Regions from separate parts of the Mus musculus genome. Here region 1 is linked to region 2. Evidence: chromatin contacts called from public HiChIP or PLAC-seq data. All regions are on one chromosome and are shown on one strand. The core of a region is the stretch at or near the end of the contact, and the rest is flanking DNA. Distances in the headings are between cores, read along the strand shown.

The links. HiChIP or PLAC-seq counts read pairs in DNA pulled down with a chosen protein or histone mark.
Region 1: a FOXA1 HiChIP or PLAC-seq map of pancreatic cancer cells shows a contact between it and region 2. The contact joins two enhancer-like sites. A contact is called at or near these places in 1 of 484 Hi-C or Micro-C datasets (bone marrow-derived macrophages), 2 of 115 datasets of contacts at active chromatin or transcription factors (embryonic stem cells and pancreatic cancer cells) and 1 of 9 other capture datasets (embryonic stem cells).

What each region holds. Positions count from the first base shown.
Region 1 is chr13:42,082,964-42,090,598 of GRCm38.p6, forward strand. The region is part of intron 2 of Hivep1 (human immunodeficiency virus type I enhancer binding protein 1); the gene reads left to right. Among named protein-coding and RNA genes, the nearest start is that of Hivep1, 35 kb to the left of the region's middle. Within about 2 kb of position 5,583, at least 28 of the 459 cell types and tissues checked have an H3K27ac peak or open chromatin away from gene starts, as enhancers often do. A contact at or near this core is called in pancreatic cancer cells, where this site is marked.
Region 2 is chr13:41,677,866-41,685,624 of GRCm38.p6, forward strand. It overlaps Gm40925 (a long non-coding RNA gene), which reads left to right. Exons shown (of 6, transcript XR_873295.1): 3 at 614-631; 4 at 1,048-1,112; 5 at 3,326-3,387; 6 at 4,995-6,059. Among named protein-coding and RNA genes, the nearest start is that of Gm40925, 4.6 kb to the left of the region's middle. Within about 2 kb of position 4,021, at least 13 of the 459 cell types and tissues checked have an H3K27ac peak or open chromatin away from gene starts, as enhancers often do. A contact at or near this core is called in pancreatic cancer cells, where this site is marked.

The DNA.
Region 1 (7,635 bases), core at 4,333-6,832, 410 kb after region 2:
CTGGCCTGTACCCAGCTTCTTTGCAAATTGGGGATCAAATCCCGGGCCTCACATGTTCTAGGCATGCATTATACAATCGAGCTAATTAACCCCAGCCCCCTTGCCTGGTTTTGAGTTCCTGTTTTCCTGCAGTCACCTGCAGCTGTTTTGACATCATGATGGCAGACCTTTTTTTTTTTTTTACCTGTTTGTCATAATTGTCCCTTGTGGAGGAAATTTAATTATTCAAATTAAGATTCTGGCTAAGGAGAGAAGTTAAATACTAAAGAATCCCCCATTTTGGGTAGGGTTATCATTGACTACAAACCACAGAAATAGGTAAATTGTGTTTCACCCTTGAAGAGGTAGTATTTTGTAGGATGGTATTTCCCCTGTGGAAGAAACATGATAGATGCTCTTCTGGGCTCCGGCACTATCTCCATGGGCTGCTGGGCTGGACAAAAGTCAATGGCTGTGCCCTACTATCAGAGCATGGTGATCACCGAGAGGTGCTGCTTGTCAATAACGCTTGGCTTGTGTTGAACAAAATCATGTAAATGGTGGATGGCAAGATTGTGCTTTTTTTTTTTTTTTTTTTTTTTGGCAGGTTTTTTTTTAAAGGTATGTTTTCTAATATTTATTTATTTGTTTATTATATGTAAGCACACTGTAGCTGTCTTCAGACACTCCAGAAGAGGGCATCAGATCTCATTACAGATGGTTGTGAGCCACCATGTGGTTGCTGGGATTTGAACTCAGGACCTTTGGAAGAGCAGTCGGCGCTCCTAACTGCTGAGCCATCTCGCCAGCCCCTTTTTTTTGCAGTTTTATGAAAACAGCAGAGTATAATATTCAAAGTGGCTATCTACTCAGTTTCTTCACTTTATAGTTAAGCAACTTAAACTCAGATCCTGGTGCTCTGAGGGGGAGATCGATTTGAGGGGTAGCCCTCCAAAGAGGAAGAAAGGGGTTCCTATTTCATTGACCTGGAAAGGGCCATGGATCTGGGGTCAGTTGGTCTCTATGTGCTCTCTGAGCTGCACATAGCAGCTTCATCTTCTGCATCTTTGGTTTTAGAACTGTAAATATCCAGAGAGAATGCAGATTGCTAATTATTCGTTATATAAGGATGGGCTGCCAGATACATTACTGTTTTCTTTGTCTCATGCCAGAGCTTGGTGTGGACTTGCTAAAGGTCATTACACATAGATTGTAGGTATACATATTTATATTGCAAATAGTTCTAGTATTTGTTCCTTGGTAGAACAAAATAATTGTTTGTCTTTAAAAATTACTTCCATAATTTGGGTATGTTATTTTACTTGGTATATTATTTTATTTATTGATTTTTTTATGTGTGCATGTATATAGTGTGCATGTGTGAATATGTGCATGTATGGGGAGGCTGAAGGCAACCTCCTTAGTGCCCCAGTGCTGACTGCCCTCCTCCTCAGTGCCCCAGTGCTGGCTGCCCTCCTCCTCAGTGCCTCAGTGCTGGCTGCCCCCCTCCTCCTCAGTGCCTCAGTGGTCTGACTGCCCTCCTCCTCAGTGCCTCAGTGGTCTGACTGCCCTCCTCCTCAGTGCCTCAGTGGTCTGACTGCCCTCCTTCTCAGTGCCTCAGTGGTCTGACTGCCCTCCTCCTCAGTGCCTCAGTGCTGGCTGCCCTCCTCCTTAGTGCTCCAGTCGTCTGACTGCCCTCCTTCTCTGTGCTCCAGTGGTCTGGCTACCCACCTCCTCAGTGCCCCAGTGCTGGCTGCCCTCCTCCTCAGTGCCTCAGTGCTGGCTGCCCCCCTCCTCCTCAGTGCCCCAGTGCTGGCTGCCCTCCTCCTCAGTGCCTCAGTGCTGGCTGCCCTCCTCCTCAGTGCTCCAGTGCTGACTGCCCACCTCCTCAGTGCCCCAGTGCTGGCTGCCCTCCTCCTCAGTGCCTCAGTGCTGGCTGCCCTCCTCCTCAGTGCTCCAGTGCTGACTGCCCACCTCCTCAGTGCTCCAGTGCTGGCTGCCCTCCTCCTCAGTGCTCCAGTGCTGGCTGCCCTCCTCCTCAGTGCCCCAGTGCTGGCTGCCCTCCTCCTCAGTGCTCCAGTGCTGGCTGCCCTCCTCCTCAGTGCTCCAGTGCTGGCTGCCCTCCTCCTCAGTGCTCCAGTGCTGGCTGCCCTCCTCCTCAGTGCTCCAGTGCTGACTGCCCTCCTCCTCAGTGCTCCAGTGCTGGCTGCCCTCCTCCTTAGTGCTCCAGGGCTGACTGCCCTCCTCCTCAGTGCTCCAGTGCTGGCTGCCCTCCTCCTCAGTGCTCCAGTGCTGGCTGCCCTCCTCCTCCTCAGTGCTCCAGTACTGGCTGCCCACCTCCTCAGTGCTCCAGTGCTGGCTGCCCTCCTCCTCAGTGCCCCAGTGGTCTGACTGCCCTCCTCCTCTGTGCTCCAGTGGTCTGACTGCCCTCCTCCTCTGTGCTCCAGTGGTCTGACTGCCCTCCTCCTCAGTGCCTCAGTGTTGACTGCCCTCCTCCTCAGTGCCCCAGTGGTCTGACTGCCCTCCTCCTCAGTGCCCCAGTGGTCTGACTGCCCTCCTCCTCTGTGCTCCAGTGGTCTGACTGCCCTCCTCCTCTGTGCTCCAGTGGTCTGACTGCCCTCCTCCTCTGTGCTCCAGTGGTCTGACTGCCCTCCTCCTCAGTGCCTCAGTGTTGACTGCCCTCCTCCTCAGTGCCCCAGTGCTGGCTGCCCTCCTCCTCAGTGCCTCAGTGCTGGCTGCCCTCCTCCTCAGTGCTCCAGTGCTGACTGCCCACCTCCTCAGTGCTCCAGTGCTGGCTGCCCTCCTCCTCAGTGCTCCAGTGCTGGCTGCCCTCCTCCTCAGTGCCCCAGTGCTGGCTGCCCTCCTCCTCAGTGCTCCAGTGCTGGCTGCCCTCCTCCTCAGTGCCCCAGTGCTGGCTGCCCTCCTCCTCAGTGCCTCAGTGCTGGCTGCCCCCCTCCTCCTCAGTGCCCCAGTGCTGGCTGCCCTCCTCCTCAGTGCCTCAGTGCTGGCTGCCCTCCTCCTCAGTGCTCCAGTGCTGACTGCCCACCTCCTCAGTGCTCCAGTGCTGGCTGCCCTCCTCCTCAGTGCTCCAGTGCTGGCTGCCCTCCTCCTCAGTGCCCCAGTGCTGGCTGCCCTCCTCCTCAGTGCTCCAGTGCTGACTGCCCACCTCCTCAGTGCTCCAGTGCTGGCTGCCCTCCTCCTCAGTGCTCCAGTGCTGGCTGCCCTCCTCCTCAGTGCCCCAGTGCTGGCTGCCCTCCTCCTCAGTGCTCCAGTGCTGGCTGCCCTCCTCCTCAGTGCCCCAGTGCTGGCTGCCCTCCTCCTCAGTGCCCCAGTGCTGGCTGCCCTCCTCCTCAGTGCTCCAGTGCTGGCTGCCCTCCTCCTCAGTGCTCCAGTGCTGGCTGCCCTCCTCCTCAGTGCTCCAGTGCTGACTGCCCTCCTCCTCAGTGCTCCAGTGCTGACTGCCCTCCTCCTCAGTGCTCCAGTGCTGGCTGCCCTCCTCCTCAGTGCTCCAGTGCTGGCTGCCCTCCTCCTCCTCAGTGCTCCAGTGCTGGCTGCCCACCTCCTCAGTGCTCCAGTGCTGGCTGCCCTCCTCCTCAGTGCCCCAGTGGTCTGACTGCCCTCCTCCTCTGTGCTCCAGTGGTCTGACTGCCCTCCTCCTCTGTGCTCCAGTGGTCTGACTGCCCTCCTCCTCAGTGCCTCAGTGTTGACTGCCCTCCTCCTCAGTGCCCCAGTGGTCTGACTGCCCTCCTCCTCAGTGCCCCAGTGGTCTGACTGCCCTCCTCCTCTGTGCTCCAGTGGTCTGACTGCCCTCCTCCTCTGTGCTCCAGTGGTCTGACTGCCCTCCTCCTCTGTGCTCCAGTGGTCTGACTGCCCTCCTCCTCAGTGCCTCAGTGTTGACTGCCCTCCTCCTCAGTGCCCCAGTGCTGGCTGCCCTCCTCCTCAGTGCTCCAGTGCTGGCTGCCCTCCTCCTCAGTGCCCCAGTGGTCTGACTGCCCTCCTTCTCTGTGCTCCAGTGGTCTGGCTACCCACCTCCTCAGTGCTCCAGTGCTGATTGCCCGCCTCCTCAGTGCTGGGGTTGCAAGCCTGTGCCTCTGTATCTGGGTTTGTTATGTGCATTCTAGGACTAGAACCCACTCCCCATGCTTGTAAGGCAAGGCCACTGACTTATCTCTCCATCTCTTTATTACTACTTTGATGCCTTTCTTTTGCAGGACAGGGTCTTCACATTGTACTTACTGAGGCACAGCATGCCCACACTCTTAGTTTTAGGAAACACAACTCTTTCCTCCCTCTCATCCTCCCTCCTTCCCTCCCTGTTTTCCTGTGTGTGAATGCAGACATGTCATGACATGTATGTTGAGGTCACAGAACTCTGGGTGTCATTGTCATGTCACCTACCTTGCTTGACACAGAGCCACTTTGATACTCAATGTATGCCAGGCTAGCTTGGCCTGCAAACTTTCAGGGACTCTTCCTCCCACCTCAGTATAGGAGCACTGCCATCTAAGTGCATGTTAGCATCCCTGGCTTTCAGTGGGCCCTGGGGATTTGTGCTCACGTCTCCACACACGAGTGGGAAACACTTTATTCTCGGAGCCACTTCCCAGTCCACAGCTAGTGTCCTTGCTTCTTTTCTCCCATTTTTTATTCTTTGAGAACTTTGTACGATGTGTTTTGATCATGGTTACCTCCCTCCATCCTCCCAACTCCTCTGGACCCACCACCTTCCCTACCCACTCGCACCCAGTCCTGTAGTCCGTGAGATGAGCCGCTGTTAGTGGCAGCTCTTTCTCTTTACCTGAGCCTTACAGTTTTATGTTGTGTGAGGTAAAAGACGGTGTCTCGCTCGTATTTGCCTTTAGCTGGGAATGACCTGTGCCCGCCAGCTGCTTCCCCATGAAGGGGGTTCCCATGGTTGGGCTTTATACATTTTCCGCCATATTCACCCGGTGCCTCACCCAGGCTGCACTCAGATTGCGTTCATGGAGCGTTTTTATTATACAGAAGGTATACCTATATCACCTGTGTGTCTGTATCCGTATATGGGGGGGGGGGGTATTTTCTTGTCCTAATCATGCAACTACCTACGTACTCTTAAAGCTTCTAATTTGTTCCTTTTAGTTTTTCTCTTATTACATATTTTAAAACATCTAGTTCACTCCGCATGAGGTCCTGTTGGTGCATTGTTGGGCCAGGGTTACCACAGGAGTCTCTTAGTGAGCATTAAATTCCAAAAGGGATAGATGTGGCTTATCTACTTACACATCTCTTAATCTTTCCTTTAAATCTGCTTTTTGATTCCCAAGGTTCTAGTTTTGCCGACTGTCTTTACAGCTGATCACCTGGGCAGATGCATGTGGGATGCTCCTGTGTGTGCCCAAGTGTTCGCGTGTGACCGTGCTTCCCACTCGTGTGTGTGCACAAGTGTGCTCGTGTGACAGTGCTTCTCATTTCCTGGTGGGTCTCAGTTCCATGAATGGCTTCTCACTGAACCGTGCTGCTTACTGGGCCATGAATTGCACTCTGGATGTGTTTTTGAGAGAGTGTCCTAGGCTTCCTGGAATTTCTGGTGACTCTGTATTTGTTCCTGAATGCCAGTGCCAATGTAGTGTTTATTTTAACCAGAAATTCCCAGAGCATTGCTTGTCACAGTAACCTGTGGGGCAGGCAGGTCCCAGGGCTGCCAGAAGGGGAGCAAGGATGAGAACACAGGGCAGGGCAGGTGTATTCAGGGACACTGGAGTATCCAACAGCTTTAAGCAGTTATTTCCTGTGTTCCACGGGAGTCAGTGAGTACTGTGTCTGATGCACATGCTGTGTGTCACCTTAAAGTGGCACCATTAAAAGCCCCTGTGAAGGCACCATTGAAGTGAGTGGTAGCCAGGGAAAGCGGGACTTTAGCTTTATGAATGAGAATACTTTATAATGAGTATTATCTTGAGCAAATTTATGTGCTTAATAAGCTGACCAATTGTATGATTTTTTTTAAAGAAAAATTTTCTAATTTGTAAATAAAAACGTTAGCTGAATTTTACAAGAGTAGCATTGTGATTAGGGATGTGGAGAGCACAGAGGTGTCACATCCCTGGGGAGCTTTGCCATTGTCCCCATCCTGGAAGTCTGCAGTCAGGACCGAGGACGTCCTCTGCTTGCTACTAGTGTCACTTTGGAACTCGCCTGCTTCCTTTACCTCTGAGCCTTCCCAGAAGCCATGTCTACTCTGCTGCCTTAGAGGCTTCTGTTTATTTCCTGATTCACAGGCTTCTGAGGCTACTGTGGTGAGCTGCTGAGAGCAACAGACTAACGGGGTCAGCCGAGTGGTGAGGGGCGGTGTGGAGCTTGGCTCTGCCCCTAGCTCTGGTCTTAGGCAGTTTATTTGCACACTACTTGATGAGAAAACTGTTTGTCCTAGTGAGTATGTGGACCCGAGTAGATCCATAATCATGGAAGCAGCACGTGGCACCTGCATCTTGGAAGGACCAAGAGATTGCTGATAGTGTGGAGAGCCAGGATACTGTGTTCCACCCAAAGTGATTGGTAGCTTTGGAAATATCCGGTTAAGCAGAGAGAATATGGAAATTTGAGTTTTCTGTTGACATGTCAGAGCAAATGGTTGTGTTCGTATGTTCTATTTAACAGTTCATGGGCTGAGTGTGTTCTTATGGGTGCTGACAGGGTGGAGGGCTGGCCAAGAGCTACTCGGACCCCAGTGGAGCACAATAAGGATGGTGGTACCTGAAACTGAGCAGCACGCTCCGCCTGGAGCAGGCCATTGATTTCTACAGTAAATTTATGTTGTGTAAAGCCATGGTAATGAAGGGTACCCATCTGTGGTAAGGGAATCTTGGCTAGCAGTGATTAGCGAGGAGAGATTGTTAGCTTGGCCATAGCACATAAACACCTTTTTATAACACATCTCAAACCTGATTTATTAACAATTAAAACCATGTTATAACTTCAACACTTTATGCCTGTTAAAATGCTCTCTACCACAATTGTGCTGGTGCCAACATGCCTAGTAAAAGTGTGTTCGTATTTCCAAATGCTGGTCGTTGCCTTCCACATTTATCTATTTGAAACTGAGCATGTAATTTGTTTTTTTTTTTTGTTGTTGTTGTTGTTGTTTTGGATTTTTTTTTTGTCCTTAAAGTTTCTTTTTATGAAGAAATATGACTTTTGGCTGGATATTGTGCATCTTTTATGTAGCATCCCTCCCTAGCAGTTACCAGAGGGAGCATTTCAGAGATCTCAATTATTCTGGAGGCTCATCCTCCCCTCCCATTTAAGCCTTCTGTCCGCATCCTGTGGCGTGTTGGTCCCTACTGTAAGGTAGGTGTTGGAAGCTTTAGGCCTCAGTCAGTGGCTGACAGAACACTGGAAGAGTAGTGTTCTTGCTGTTGGGTCTCCAGAGCCTACACTTGTTTCTGCTGCACTGAGCAAGCTGGGGACACAACATGTAGACCTTGGCCATACTTTATAAATCAGTAAGATGACATCGTTTGGGAGGCCTACAAGGTGTAGGTAATACAATTTTTTTAGTCTAGGTGCTGAAGTGTAGCCCTTACAGCTGCAGGCCAGCACACAGATACGTTGCCAGGTTGTGGCAGAGCAATCAGAGGTTACGTGCTTTCCCAGCAGGTGCAATGGTGGCTTTGG
Region 2 (7,759 bases), core at 2,771-5,270:
CAGAAAACAGCAAAGATAAACCTCATTTGTTCTGGACCCAGGGACCCAGGAAAGGCTTCCTGACACTCCACAGAGGAGAGTCTGTTGGTAGACTATACCAAACAATGGGGTTAGGAAGGTTAGAGGCCTGGAGGATCTCTGTCCCTTAAGACCATGACCCTGGTGGAGTACTGAACACCCAAAGATGGAAATGGAGGAGGATTGTGTGGGAAGGAACCTGGAAAGGGGGTGTACTGATATAGAGGCTCGAGCATATGGGAAAAATAAGTGTGACCCCAAGGCCTTTGGGTCTGAGCCGTGGAAGAAGGGGACTGAAATCAGCCATAAGATGGCAACTTCTGTGTCACTGAAGTTCGCTATGGTAGGCACACTGCTGTTTAGGACTCAAACAGAGAATCCTGGGAACTAATCTAAAATGACCTTTAGAACTCAGGGGACCCAAATGTCTCCAAAGATCCTGGCAAGCAGGGCTTTGAGACTTAGATTCCAAGCGAGCAGCCCCGCAAGCAACTTCAGAATGAACCCAAATAATGTCGGGGTGGAAGCTGGTCAGGTGACTTCAGCTTACCTGTATATTTAATTTTTTTTTTTTTTTTTTTTTTTTTTACTACAGGCTTATCTGGAGACATAGGTGAGTAAGCCTCCTATCTTTGGATCAATGGATGAACAATACAGCTCTTTCTTTTTGCAAAAACTGGTACCACAGTCTTGGCTTCATTATGTGTTGAGCAATACGTACTGTGATGTCTGATGTTGGTTGTCAACTTGACTGGATTGAGAAGCACTTGGGCAATTGGTGAAAAACACACTTCCGGGTTTGTCCATTAAGGAGCACCTAGAGACAAAGGGTAGGATGATTGGCAAACTGAGTGAGGAAGAGTACCCTAAGTGTGGGCACCGTACAGGCCATGGGCCTATAAGTTGGGGGCCAACATGGAACAAAAGCTAGAAGGAAACCCACGCACCAGCCATGTCCAGGTCTTTTTGAGTGGGTACACTGCATTTTGCTCTGTCAAAGACCTGGAGATCACACTCCAACTTCTTCAGCCTTTACAGGAGGACTCACCCCAGCCACTCTCCAGGAGACTTCCAGGCTTCCAGCCTTGGAATGGGTCAGTATTGATAATTGACCCCTCCTATTCTGGGTCTTCTAGTCTTAGGTGCTAAATAGTTACTGATTCTCCTGCCTCTCGGGGTAGCCATCATGGGAGTACCCATCCTCTGATCTTGTGAGCCAATCTGATAAATCCCTTCTTATAATTACATATAATCTATTAGCTCTTCTCCTCTGGAGACTCCTGACTGATACAAGTACCATTGATCTCTGTAAGAAGAGAGAAACTAAATAGGATCAATGCCAGAGTGAGGAAGACAAAAGAAAAACTCTTGGGGTTTCGGAGGGAGCTGGAACTACCAACCATGTTCTTGGTGGAAGCAGCCCATGAACGAATGTCATAATCACTTTCCTAAGAAGAAATAACCATTAAGCATTGACCTGCTTATACAGCTGTTCTGGGAGCTGAAGCAAACGATTCAAAGTGCTTTCTCCTGCCTTCCTACCTCTTGGGGACTTGTAATCATCTAATCAATCATTTTTGAGTGCTGTGCACTTACAGTATCTTGGAAGCCAGCGAGATCCATGACTATCTAGTGAGTCTCTCTATCAGAGTGAGGTCACGTAAGAAGTTTTAACAGCTCGATACATCTGAGTCATTCTCTACCTTCTCAAACGCTGATTATACCATAGGCTAGACATGGAACTAGGTCCTGGGGTGGGGGGGTGGGGGGTAGCCAGAGTCACCTAATTTTTACCCAGCAGGTTGATTGATGGTTAGTTACCCTGAGCTACTGCACCAAAATTTAGTATATTAAGAGGTTTAGATGATAGGAACATCTTTCCTCCGTTTTTGAAGTTAGCAGTCTGAGATGAAGGGACGGGTGGGCTTTGTTTCTCCTGAGATGTCTCTGATTTGAAGATGGCTGACTTATCCCTGTGCCTTCACACACCCTTCTCTCTGTACATGTTTGTCTGCAAACATCCTCCTGATTCTATTGTGTGAAGACCTATCCATGGGACATTACAGGGTTATCTAACTTCTTAAAGATCTCATCTCTAAAATTTAGTTATGCTCTTAGGTACTAAGTGGGGTAGGTAGGGCTTCAACAAATCAGTTGAGAGGATGTGATTCAGCTCAGGATTTTGTGCCCATTGTCTGTCTCTTGACATTTATGGACAGAGTTAGAAGTGTGTGTGTATGTGTATGTGTGTGTGTGTGTGTGTGTGTGTGTGTGTGTGATATATTTGCTAACACAATGGGTTATGATATCTATCTACCATCTATTTATCTATCTATCTATCTCTCTATCTCTATCTATCTATCATTTATCTATCATCTACCTCTATCTATCTATCTATCTATCTATCTATCTATCTATCTATCTAGATGTCTAGCTATCATCCCTCTATGCACAGACAGACAGACATAATGAATGGGTTGGTGTAGAGAACACGTGTATGAAAGGGACAAGCTGTGGACATCTGGTAAATCGTACAGCTGCCTCCTTGCCTCCCTCTAGTACACCAGACACATAGGAAGGGGCTGCTCACTTCTTCTCAGGGACTGAGAGTTCCCCATCTCTGACCAGCCCCCAGGTAGAGCCCTTCCCGAACCCATCACAGACATGCTTCATCCATACTTGCTCTTTTTCAGGTAACATTTTTCTGTTATTCATTATGGGGAAAAAATCTCAAAGGCAGCTGGAAGAGCCAGTTCTCACAGACGTTTCCAGTTCTCATTAGCTTGACCACAAAGTCTTTCTCTGAGAACTCTCGTGGGCTCTACTCGAGGACCCAGATCTTTCTTTGATTTCATTATCCCTGCTGAACTCACTGGACCTAAACCTGGGGACAATTTAGGAATTTTTCCCTGAATGAAACGCACCTCTTTCCTAATCATGGTTTCTAGGCTCAATTCTTTCATATATAAAGGATTTTTGAGACTGCTTACTTCTTTGGGACATTCTTCAACCTCTACGTAGCTCTCTAATGCTTTCCTAGAGTCCTTAGCCTGGGCGGGTGACATAGAGTCCAAGATCAAATTTGTGGTTCCGTGACTCAGATAAATATTGATCCAACGTCATTTTTTTCTAAAGCTCAATTGTTCAAGATGATTCCAACCCTAAATAGAACGCAGCTGGTCCTGAGTACACCTCTGCTTGTGGACAGCTGGGCAGCACGCCGTGGCGGCCATGCAGACACTGGGAATGTTTGTTTTGGGGGGATAAGTCCCAGGGGCTTACTACATCTTTTTTTCTTCATTTTCAGATTCCAATATTCAGGCTGGAATTGCTGACAAAAGAGATCTTGTTCCAGGAAAGTTGGCAATGGTATTTAACAATATTTAACAATCAGACAATGGACTGTTGACATTTAAGCCAAATGGTAAAACGTTGAAAGACCCCATGGTAGAGTTTAATAAGTCACTTGGCCCTGGCGGTCAAGCCTGGGACACTGTGTAAACTCAGGCTTCGTGTTAACACTCACTTTTTTTTTTCTCAAAACTGTTTTACAATTTGCTTACTTAAGAGTTATTTCCTTGTTAAGGGTGCCCTGGTGTGAACACGCTTGGTTTTGTTAAGCTTGGGCTAAGGTTTCTCCTTCTTCTATTTTAATTATGACAAAATCATATTTTAATTAAAAATACATTTGAAAGAAAAATAAAGGCTAACTCTCCTGGAACAGACTGAGATGAAATCTCAGTGGGGGAGAAGTTGGACTCACTATGGAGACACAATCCGGCCTCAGGGGACCCCAGGGGAATGGTACTTCAGGTTTGTCTGAGTTGGAGCAAGGGAACCAGGCACGGATGTATGTGCTGCACTGACCAGCTAGTGGGTGTGTGCTCATTAGCAAAGGGAATTCTCAGGGGAAACTGACAGCTTTGGGCAGTCAATCCTTCACCTGTGGATGGTGACTGAGAGGTTTATAGACGTGACTATGAATGGCAAAATGTCATTGTCCGTTCCTGCCCGTGCAGGATTGCTCTAAGCGCCCTGTAGACACTGTGCACCTGCGCAATCTGTCAGTGGCCAAGCCCTTGTGTAAAATTGACCTTGCTCTTATATATAACATAGATACATGATCCTATGCACTTTTCAAATTTATTTTATTTTATTGAAAACATTTTTTTCCTTACACAACATATCCTGACTACAGCTTTCTCTCCCTGTATTTGTCTCCTCTTGTTCCTCGCCCCTCCTCATCCAGACCTGTTCCCTTTATGTCTTCCCTTAGAAAACAAACAGGCTTCTAAGGGATAAAAACGAAACAATATATGACAGACTATAATGAAACAAAACAAAATACATCAGAATAGAAGAAACAGAAGGAGAAGAGCCCAAGAAAAGGCACAACCAACAGACACAGAGATTCCTTCCTTCCCACACTCAGGAGTCCCATAAAAACACAAAACTGGAAGCCATAATACAGAAGCAAAGAACCATGTTTGTGTGTGTGTGTCTGTGTGTCTGTGTGTGTGTGTGTGTGTGAGAGAGAGAGAGAGAGAGAGAGAGAGAAATTTTTTAAAAGAAAAATGCCTGACATGCCATTATGAGACCAGGAACTTCCAAACACTCCACCAAGTCTATTTTCTGTCGGCCATCTGCTACTGGGCACGAGGCCCACACTTAAGAGTAGTTTGTTTCCCTAGTAAGACTCCTTTGGAGGAAACTAAAATTTCACTTGCAAGTGCTTATCAATGGGAGAAAGTGTCAGCGCTGGAGATAAGGCCGGGTGTCCACGTCTCTTTTCAGCTCTAGGAATCCATAGGTTGCTCACCCATGCAAGCCCAGTGCACGCTGCCTCCATCCTCGTGAGTTCATATGGGCAGCACCTATGACGCCCAACAAAGCTCTGTTGTACTCAGAAGAGCTTGTTTCCATGGTATCCTCCATCCTCTTTGGTTCTTACGCTCTCTCCAACTCCTCTTCCACAGGCATCACTGAACCCAGAGGGGAGGGATTTGACGGAGACCTTCCATTTAAAGCTAAGTGTTCCAAGGTCTCACGCTTTGCATGTTGCCTGGCTGTGGGTCTCTATATTTGGTCACACCTGCTGCAAGAGGAAGCTTCCTTGAAGATGAGACTGAGGCACTGATCTCTGAGTACCACAGAATGTCATTATGAGTCATCTTATCTCTATCTTCCTTTCGTGAAACAGCAGCCTTTGGCTTTACCCTAGGTCCCCAGGACATCTAGTATCAGGTTCTTGGTTACCCAAGCAGCATTGGGGTGTGTGCTCCATCTCATGGAGTGGGTCTTGTTTAAATCAGATATTGACTGGTTACTTGCACATGCTATGTGCCGCCATTGCACTTGTATAGGATGACAAACACCACTGTAGATCAAAGGGGTTTTAGCTGGGTTGGTGTTTCTGTTTCTCCTTTGGGAGCGTACAGAGAGCTGTTGGACACTAAGAGAACTAATCCAGAGTGGTGAAGGTTCTATGTAGGCACCAGCTCAGCCTCTCTGTGTTCAGTGGGTTGTGTAGGCGTCGTCTTCAGCAATGGAGCCTTGCCATCAGTCTGTGGAGAGCAACCTAGAGTCTGGGCAACAGTCTGCACTGTTTAGGGATTTCCACGGGACCACTTTGGCCAACAAGTCAACTAGATGTAACCGATGGCGGTTCTGGAAGTTTCATTTGGGGACAAGAGATGGCCAGTTGAACTCTGTCTCCCTTGTTACTTGGAGATTTCATTTAGATCGCCTACATATAAATATACTTTCGAAAGCGTCTACAGTATTAGGTTTCCATGCTACCCCTCGCGTGACTCTTAATTTTAACACTCTCTCCCCATACTCCCTCCCCTTCCCCACTTACCCTTCGAATTCCAGGCACACACAGCCTTGTCCATCCATAACTATTCTATTTATCATCCCTAGAGGGAGCTATTTGTTCCTCCTAGCCTCTTACTCTGTACCTAACATCTGTGGTTCTGTGACTTGTAGCTTGCTTACTGTTGACTTAACAGCTAATGTCCACATAGAAGTGAATACTTTTATAAAATAAAAAGTAAGTTGTTTGTTTGTTTGTTTGTTTGTTTTAAATCTGGGACTGGAGAGATGCTCTATGACAGAGTCCTAGCTGCTCTTGCAGAGGACTTGGTTTGTTTTTTGGCACTCACCTGGAAGCTGGTAATCTTCTATAGCTCTAGTTCCAGAGCTAGGCATCTGGGCAGAACTACACCCCCATAGCTTCCTTCCCTGTTACATACAACCTTCAGTGCTGCCTAAGAGCAGGCTATCTGGGCTGGGGAGTCAAGGCAGACCTACACAGAGATCTTGAGTCTAGCTTGATTTTGTTTGTTGTTGTTTGTTGTTGTGGACCCCGAAGAGAGCACCTGCTACCCACACAGGACATGCCTCTCCAGAAAGTCTAGCCCAGACGGAGCACAGCAGACTGGGGTAGTCTCCCTCCTACCCAAGAAACAGCTCTGCCAGGGAACCAGTTAGTCACTATGTAATGGTAGAGAATCTATTGTTTGCTGATGAGATACCAATCACTAACAATCATATGACTAGCATCATTTTCTCTGACTCTTAAACCTTCCTAAATTGGAGTGCCCAAAGTTATGCTAAGCCATACCAGAAAGCTGGTAAAAAATGGAAAGCAAGACTCTTTCCACAGAGAGCTAAACTTCACATAGAGAAAATATACATCTGGCCTGCTCACTTCCAATAGAGACCCTGCCTAAAATGACCTTCTAGCCAATTACTGTCCATGCCTTGGCCTTGGCCTTGGCAGGTGTCAGGTTAACCTGTTTCCACATTCACTGCAATCCATGATTGTCTACCTGTATATAGTGATATTATCTCTCAATACTCAGAACAGGGAAAATTCCATTGTAAATAACCTGTGACAACCTACCTTAATCCTATGGTGTCTCTATCAGACTGCAGGCCTGCTAGCCTATTTCGGGCACCACCAACACATCCTATTTTTATTTTCATAAAATTGGAATTACCCCTCCTCTGTAGGACCTTTGCAAGGATTTGATGAAACAATTGCCTTTAAGTGGAGGGCTTAGCCCATGGGTAGCTCTCGATGTGGCACAATCAATAATGGAATTAAGAGTTCTGTTTCAGATAATTACAATAAAGAACTTTCAGCATGCCCAAGAAGGGGATAAGCAGTAGAGGGCTACCTGGGGGAATTTCTGAATTGAGGGAGATTTTCCTGACAGAGCCACAAACTTGGCTTGCCTGTTTTAGAGGTTGCTGGCTGTAGGAAGACATGGACATGCATGCGGGCCTCTCGGCCGTTCACTTATTTATTATTAAATCTACGCATCTATGTATTTATGAGTTTCTGTGTACATAAGGAGGTCAGAAGACAACTGGTAGGAGCTGCATTTCTTCTCTACCACAAGGTTCCAAAGATTTATTGCAGGATTGACAGGCTTGGCAGCAAGCACCTTTCCCTGAAGGCATCTTGCAACCCATTGTTTTATCTCAGGGTGTTACCATTTGAATTCGGGAGGGGGCATTTCTCTCTTTTCCATTTTCCTGGAAACTAAGCTGCAGAATGCGTTGAACACAGTTCACGATCTTCTCCCTCCTCAGCCTCCCTTGGCACTTCCTGGGGTGGGGTGACCTCTGAAACCCCCTTTCTCTTAGAGAAAAGGTAAGGAGAACCACCCTCTCTAGTCTGGAGATGTGGAATGCCAGTCTCCTGGCCGACGGAGGTATCAAGATGTCTGGA